Linked DNA regions of Gossypium hirsutum: all the other regions are linked to region 2. Evidence: chromatin contacts called from public Hi-C data. All regions are on one chromosome and are shown on one strand. Each heading gives the region's core, a stretch centred on a gene start, on an enhancer-like site or on the middle of the called end of the contact. The rest is flanking DNA. Distances are from core to core; before and after follow the strand shown. Region 1 holds the start of LOC107886127 (delta-1-pyrroline-5-carboxylate dehydrogenase 12A1, mitochondrial). Region 2 holds the start of LOC107886123 (homeobox-leucine zipper protein HAT5). Region 3 holds the start of LOC107886118 (dnaJ homolog subfamily B member 4).

Region 1 (2,700 bases), core at 132-2,631, 160 kb before region 2:
TCGATCTCATGAAGCGTAACAGAATGGACAACTTCTTTTCTTTTCTGCAACTCTCCGTCTGGACATTGCACGAACTTTGTTTGCGGACCCATAGCATCGTAATCCCTCGACCTTGAAAATGACCTTCCAAGCTTCGTTATTTTTCCTGAAGCTTTATCAATAGCTATCACATCTCCACTCTGCACTTTCTCTTTCGCTAATGCCTCGATCATCTTCGCCCCCAAATCGTAAATGGTCTCCATACCCGTCGTTTTAAGCGTTAATTTCCCAGTTTTTGAAGCCGCCCCTGAAACTGCCGGCCGATCAATCTGGATTTCAACGACTTCGCCTTCGATTATTTCAGTTTCTTCCTTGATTCTTACTCCGATGGACTTTCGAAACGCTTGCATTAAAGCTTCGGTTTTCGACATCTCAAGGGAGAAGATTTCGCTGCCAGAGAGCATAGAGAAAGGGGTTTCAAGGCCAAGAGATTTGGCCATGCCCATGGCAATGGCAGTTTTGCCAGTTCCAGGTTGTCCCGCTAATAAGATAGCACGGCCAGCAATTTTACCGTCTTTGATCATTTGGAGGATGACACCGGCGGCTTTACGAGCTTGTGCTTGGCCCACCATTCCTTCCGAGACGTCACGGGGCTCCAGAGAGGAGTCGAGGCCTAGGCCCCGTATGTGGGAATGAGCCCCAATGCGTTCGATTCGGGTCAGGTCTCGGCTCTCGGAGAGTTTCAGCTCCGTCATTGGATGATTGAGGAAGGGAAAGGCAGGGTTTAGGGTTTTGCGACTGCAGAGTTTTGAGAAAGACAAACGTAAGGTTTTATATTAGGGTTAATAGGCTGTTTTAAGGGCATTTCTGTCAAAGTAAATTTTATTTTTAGTGATAATTTATGTTCTTTATCTTTTTTATTTTCATATTATATATTTTTTGAAATAATATTAAGTTGTATGACATGTTTAAAATTTTTCATATGAAAATAGAAAGGATTAAGTAAAAATATAAGTTCAAAAATTAAATTTAGGTAAAAAAATTTATTTAAAAAATAAGTTAAATTTAGAGAGATTTTTTTTGTCTGAACTCACTCTACACCAATATGCAAAAACAAAATGTTGTTTTTTTATTTTTTATTTTATTTTTTTCACTATTTTATTTTATTATTAATTTTATTATTATTATAGAGAGATTTGTATTTATCTTAGTGTTATATATATTATTTTAATATTTTTGATGTATTATTTTTTAAAAAAATTATAAAAATTAATATAAAAAAATTAATACAAACATTCAAATTAAGTCAAAGTTAAATTTGAGTTTTAATATTTTTATTAGAGTGGAATTTAAGTAAAATTTTAGGTGAAAATTTCACAATTATGCTGATATGACTTGGATGCACGTGATAAGGTTTTGTCGTGTGTGAGATAGTTGATATTAGTGTTACTACTTTATGGGTTACTTACTGCATCAAAACTTTGTCAGGGTAGAGCATTCAACTTGTCCAACTTTGATTTGTCCAAATGGAAATTAGGAAACTAAAAAAAAACCTACACCTGCATCAATGTTGATGAAGGTTGATCACATCTTAAACCTATTTCGCTAAGACATCAAAATTAAATACTTAAAAAAGAAATCCTAAAGAATTGATTGCCATATATATGTATATGTAAAATTATGTTGAAAGCACAAATCTTAGGAAGTGAAGCGCTGAAAGCCCTGAAAAGTTTCATAGCTTTTTCATCTCTCTAATAGCGTACGCGTTTGTGCCCATTCGCAATGCATAGAATTGTATTGCAAAGAGAAATCAGAAGCAGAGCTTCCCACAAGGCTCTTTCTTGGTTCAGTTCTTCTAATCTCTTTAGGTACGTCAATGTGTTATTTTTAATCCGTGGTTTTGATAATAGATGCTGGGGGGATTCTGGGTTTTGTTTATTTTTTCTTTTTGTGATCATTTTCAGGGAACTAAATCTTGTGGCAATAGAGTTTAGTTTTGGATTGTGATAATCTGATCTGTTTATACTTGAGGGCGTTTTGCTCTAAGAGTTAGTTTAATTTTATTCATAAAACACTTTGTAGATATATTGATGTACATAATTGGATTGAAAATTTGACAATTTGACTCTTTTTTTGTTATTGCTCATGATGTGATGAAACTTCTTTGCCACTTTTGTTGAATGTGTTATTTGCTTCTTTTTCTTTTTTGCTGGGCATAAAGTTTGGATGTTTAAATTTCATGTTGTGTTTTTTCTTGAAGAAACTATGTTTTCTATGGAAAACTTCATGTGGATTGTTTTTCTTAATATTTCCCAATTTCCCCTATGCTAGGTCTGTTCATTCTTTACCTTTCGCAACTGTGGAAGCCGAAGGGATATCGGGTTCTCAACCTGCTGAAGTACAAAACTTGGGTATGTTTTTCCCCTGTGAATCGTGTTATGTTAGCATAGAGGTTAGGTGAAACAACTGTTTTGTAATGAAGTACGGAGACAAGCAATTTCTTGTAATATGAAATGTTTGTGTTTTTAGTGCAAGGTAAATGGACTGGATCTGCAGCTTGGAACACACTTGTGGATCCTCTGAATGGAGAACCGTTCATTAAAGTTGCAGAAGTTGATGGAAATGGAATTCAGGTTTGTCCATTGGATGTAAATGTGTTTGGTGCTTGTATTGCTTCATTTCAGACAAATCTCCGCTAGTTAAGTTCAGATTGTCTCGGCA
Region 2 (2,700 bases), core at 177-2,676:
GAGATTAAATAAATTGATAAAAAGGTACTAAAAAATTAGACAGTGGTTTAGTGTAAATTTTCAAAAAGTAAAAATACGTAAATAGCACCAGTTTATTGATTTTAATATTTAAAAAAAAAGTAAAAATATATAAATTTAGCCCTAAAAGTATTAGGAGGTTATATTAAATTTTTTCTACTTTATTGAAAAAATTGATCTACTAATTTTGATTAAATAACAATCTGTTAAAATTTCATTCATTTTTATCGTTAAAAGTTAACATAGTTGACAGAATAACCAAATAATTATATTTATTGTGTCATTTATACATCATGTTAATGTATAAAGACTAGTTTTTAAAAGTAAAATTGAATGAAATTTATAATCGAAAAATTATTTTACTCTTTAATCTAACCTATAAAATTAATTATTTCATTACGAAATATAATCTAACTCTTTGATATAAAAACTTTGTTAATGACGATAGGAGAATTGAGTGACGTGGTTGATAGAGGGGATCACGAGAACCAAAAGGAAACGTTGAAAGGGAGGAAAGATGGGGGCAGAGGGCAAGAGGCAAGAGTGGGTGGTGGGATAGTGCAGGGAACATGAAGGGCCAGGCTGAGTGAACCAAACCATTCGTGTATGCCCCTTAAATTTCGACCTCATCCATTCCTCTCCTGAAACCGACTTATTTGATTTTCTTTTTTACACCCTTCTTTTCTCTTGTCTTCTTCCCCCATACCTCTACCTTTGCCTTATCCCTCTCATTCTTTATTTTAAAGATTCAACTGACTTTAGTGTTAACCATTTGTTTTTGGATGAAAAGAGGATTGGGTTATTCCCATTCCAACCCTTGAACGACGGCCATCTTATTTTCTTCTTCCTCTCAACCATGACCAAATGCATGACTTCATTTACTATCTCTCTTAAAAGATATTATTTTGAGTTTAATGTTGGCTTTGTGCCTCTTTCCCAAGCCCTCAACTATCTCAATAACCCATCGTTTTAATTATTATATTTTTTGCATCATTTTTTTATTTTCGAAAGGATATGCTTTTCAAGAATAAAATCATGGTGTTATCAAGAAGTTCCTGAATATTATTTTATATTTTAATAAACCTAAAAGAAAAACAAAAAGCAATTCAAAATGTTATATCTTTAACTATCTTAATTTTACTCTTTCAGTCAAAACTATATTTTATTTTTATATTAATTTTTGATAAACTTGTTACATAATTATTTCCAACTATATATGCTATAATCTAATTATCGTTTAGGTGAAGTGAGTAAAAATTTTACCTTTCATTTAACAGTTTGACTCAAACTTTATTTTCGATTTAAACAGAAAAATCTATAAAAAGAAAATAAAGGCATAAAGAAAATTAAAGTAGAAAAGAACCCCTTAAAAAAAGTTTATAAACAAAAGTAAAAGCAAGGGGGGCATCAAAGTAACTACAAGCACACCAAACCCCAAAATAAGAAAACCCCCCATAAGCTGGACCTTATTACCACCCCATCAAAGCTCAACAACTCCAAGATAAAGAGTCCCCTTATCTCTTTTATTTTCAATTTGCCACTTCACTTTTCCTTTGTCTCTCCCACCTTTCCTTCACTTTCCCCACTGCCAAATCTCAACAAAATTTTAGCTTCTTCTGATGAGTGATGGGTATGAGCTGCCGTTGTTCCAACACTTCTCATTTCGTACAAATCATCATCACCAGCTTCTTTCGCCACAAGCCTTGAGAAACCCCAAATACCAGGGTGGCCATTTTTCTTTTGTTTTTAGATTGTATAATGGTTTTGAGGATTAAGATGATTCCCTAAAAACCAACCAACAACAACAACGTTTGATCCCTTTTAGCCTCAATTTCTCATGGCGGGTGGGAGGGTCTATCCTAGTAATAATGATTCCACTGATGGCTTTCCTAACAATCTCTCTGTTTTGCTTCAAAATCAAAGGCTTCATCCCCTTTTCATTCCAGAATCTTCTCCTTCTCCTTTTCTTGGTATTTTTACTATCTTGTTCTCACTTCGGGTTTATCTAAATATCCTTACTTTTTCATAAATTTTGCAACTTCAATTGATTGGCAATTTTCAGGGACAAGATCGATAGTAAGCTTTGAAGATTCCCTTAAAACAAGCAGGCCCAAAAGATCAATCTTCAATATGTTTGATGAACAAGAGAATGGATATGATGAGTATTTAGATGAGTGTTTTCATCAACCTGAGAAGAAAAGACGGCTAACTGTTGACCAAATCCAGTTTCTAGAGAAGAGTTTCGAGGTCGACAACAAGCTTGAACCTGAAAGGAAAATTCAACTGGCTAAAGACCTTGGGTTACAACCCAGGCAAGTTGCCATATGGTTTCAGAACCGTCGTGCACGGTGGAAAACGAAGCAGCTGGAGAAAGACTATGACACTTTGCTAGCCAAGTATAATAGCCTCAAGGCTGACTATGATGATCTCCTTAAGGAAAAAGATAAACTAAAAGAAGAGGTAATTAACAAGCAGCTTTACACGAACTTAAATCTTGATTATTTTCATGTTAATATCTTAAATTTGTGGTTGTTTTTATAGGTTCTTCAACTCACAGATAAGTTGCAAACGAAAGAAAATGAGCAAAGGAACTCAGAATTTTCTGATGTGAAGCCATTATTATTACAAGAACCATCACAAAAGCCAATTGTTGTTTCAATGGCAGCCTGTAAACAAGAAGAT
Region 3 (2,771 bases), core at 36-2,535, 170 kb after region 2:
TACTTTCTGACCATAGGTAAAACCAAAAAGAACAAGAAATTTAATCCAAAGAAAAAACAATCATGTAGAACAATCCATCCTATTCAAATTGCGAACTACTAGTTGGAGGAAAAGTATCTTAATTACTCACACCACTAGCATTGGATGCCAAATAGAATGTAGCTCAAACTCAACAGTCAACTCTAGTAAGAATATATCATTTGCATCTTTATAAGAAGCAATTAAAAATATAGCATTGCCTGCCATCAAGCAACAAAAGGGTTCTTTGTACTCCAACAAACATTTCACTATCAAACAAACAAAGTTCTCGTCTTTTCAATGGCATAAATCCCAATAAAAAATAATAATATCAAAAGACAAAAATCAATTTATCCATCATTAAAGTTAAAAGACTTATAAATTAAAAAAAAGAAAAAAAGAAGAAGCTTAGCTTACCCTGAGACAGAAGGGTCAAAAACATTCCTCGCAATCCTCATTTTCTTCTTGGCACCTTTATAAAGCTCTTCCAAGCTACAATGCAACACATTTTCCACGGCAGCGGCTTTCCTCAATTCTCCATTACTAGTAGTGGTACTAGTCCCGTAACCATTACTATTCCTAAAATGCGCTTCTCTAAACCCTCTATTTCCTCTTCCACCATTGGCCTCCGCCCCAAACAGCTCCTCGTATATATCATCTGCATCCCTCGGCTTAAACCTGAAAGAATCCGTATTAGGTTGCTGCTGCCTCTGATTATTATTACTATTGTTATAGTAATGGCCAGCTCCGCGGGGATAAGACGCCGACGTGGAAGCGTGAGATTGGTTAGGAGGCGGGAATTGTCCGGATTTGAGAGCCTCCTCACCGTAAAGATCGTAGATCTGTCGTTTCTTCGGATCTGATAGAACATCGTAAGCTTCGGAGAGAAGCTTGAATTTGGCTTCGGCTTCGGGTCTTTTGTAGGAAGGGTTCTTGTCGGGGTGCCAAATCATGGCCAGCCTCCTGTAAGCCTTTTTGAGATCCTCTTCGTTGGCGTGGCGATTCACTTTCAGAATATTGTAATAATCGACGCCCATGATTCTGTGTTTTTTTTTTCTTTCTTCTGTTTGTTTGGCTAGAAAGAAAATATTGAGGAAGAAACGGAGAATGTGAAACTGAATTATGGAAGGGAAGGCTGTGAAGGGAAAAGAAGATCTGACGGTTAAAAAATAAAAAGAAAAAATGAATCTTTTCGTAATATATAATAATACAAGATGATATCTTCAAAAAGGTATGGGGCCTATACGAATAACGTGCTGCTAACTACGTTTCTAAGATATGGCAAACAATTGATATATTTAGATGCAAAAGTTTAAACGGATTCGATTTTTTTTTTAAATATTAGTAATTTGATTGGTATTTATATTATTCCTAAGATAGGAATATGTGAATTTAAGTATATAGAAATACATTATCTTTTTATTTATGTGGTGGGAGGAGCTATAAGTAATTTAGACATTGTGTCTAAAAAATACATATAATTAAAAATTGCTCAAAAATATTAAAATCTTAAATTTTATAAATTTTTAAAAATATATATAACTTGACATTTTGTAAATGTTGGAGGTTAACTTTATTGAATTTTTTGGAGTTTGAATTAAAATCACAAATTTTATATAAAATAATGAGGTGTAGTGTGGTGGTTGTTTATTTCATCTCATAATCACAAGATTAGAGGTTTAAGGTTTGATCCTTACTCATGGGAATGAAGTATATTTTATGACCAACCATTTTTAAAAATTATAATTTGACATTTTGTAAATGTTGGAGGTTAACTTTATTGATTTTTTTAGAGTTTGAATCAAAATCACCAATTTTATACATAACGATGAGGCGTGGTGTGGTGGTTGTTTACTTCATCCCATAATCACAAGCTTGGAGTTTCAAGGTTTGATCCTTACTCATGGGAATGAAGTATATTTTATGACAAACCATAAACCTTCAGTAATCGAAATCAATTTTTATTATAATACTTTATTTTACTCATTGATTATCTCACGTTTAACTAATATTAAATGGAATTACGTGATCGGATCGTAATACAGAAATACAATTTATATTAATAGATAATCTAAATATATTCTTAGTCTAATCAAAATTGAACAAATCAATTGAAAGATTAATATGTTGCCTGCCAAGTCCAATTGGGAGATATCTTATCTTAGGTATTGAAGCAGATGTCTCTTGAAAAATAGAGACATATATATGACTGACTGGAATAAAGTACATTATACATCTAAATACATTCTTAGTCTAATCAAAATTGAGCAAATCGAATAAAAGACTAATATGTTGTCTATCAAGTCCAATTGGAAGATATCTTAACTTAGGTATAGAAGCAGATGTCTCTTGAAAAATAGAGACATAGATATGACTGACTATAATAAAGTACATTATACATGACTCAAGTAGAATAGATCCTAGATCCATTTACGAATTTATTCGCTTATAACGTTCATAGTGTGATATACCTTAATCCTAAGTGGGTGATAGACTATGTATGTGTGACTCGTATACTTTGATGTAAATCAAAAATTGAGTTCAAATAGATAATGAACCAAAAGTTGGTACGTTGAGTACAAGATTTCTACATGATGTAGCATTATTCCACAACAATGGAATTCATGGCTCGATAAAGTGTAAATGATATCCTCTCATTGACATTACATGGCGGATGAAAAATAATGTGGCCACGAGTCATTTGACTTAGAGATAAATGGTTTAATTATTATTTGTTAATAATTGAGTTTTTG

The links. A called contact is a pair of places that touch in the nucleus more often than the background predicts.
Region 1: a contact with region 2 is called in a Hi-C map of leaf, with 1.7 times the contacts expected there. The contact joins the promoter of LOC107886127 here to the promoter of LOC107886123 in region 2. A contact is called at or near these places in 4 of 34 Hi-C or Micro-C datasets (hypocotyl and leaf).
Region 3: a contact with region 2 is called in a Hi-C map of leaf, with 2.2 times the contacts expected there. The contact joins the promoter of LOC107886118 here to the promoter of LOC107886123 in region 2. A contact is called at or near these places in 5 of 34 Hi-C or Micro-C datasets (all in leaf).

The regions. Positions count from the first base shown.
Region 1 is chrA03:17,489,838-17,492,537 of Gossypium_hirsutum_v2.1, reverse strand. LOC107886127 (delta-1-pyrroline-5-carboxylate dehydrogenase 12A1, mitochondrial) reads left to right here and starts at 1,381. Exons shown (of 16, transcript XM_016809970.2): 1 at 1,381-1,847; 2 at 2,311-2,390; 3 at 2,509-2,612. The coding sequence starts at 1,762. It overlaps LOC107886128 (ruvB-like 2), which reads right to left and starts at 799. Exons shown (of 2, transcript XM_041096620.1): 1 at 1-799. The coding sequence starts at 734.
Region 2 is chrA03:17,325,349-17,328,048 of Gossypium_hirsutum_v2.1, reverse strand. It overlaps LOC107886123 (homeobox-leucine zipper protein HAT5), which reads left to right and starts at 1,426. Exons shown (of 3, transcript XM_016809961.2): 1 at 1,426-1,988; 2 at 2,081-2,478; 3 at 2,560-2,700. The coding sequence starts at 1,856.
Region 3 is chrA03:17,154,787-17,157,557 of Gossypium_hirsutum_v2.1, reverse strand. It overlaps LOC107886118 (dnaJ homolog subfamily B member 4), which reads right to left and starts at 1,285. Exons shown (of 2, transcript XM_041096571.1): 1 at 436-1,285. The coding sequence starts at 1,055.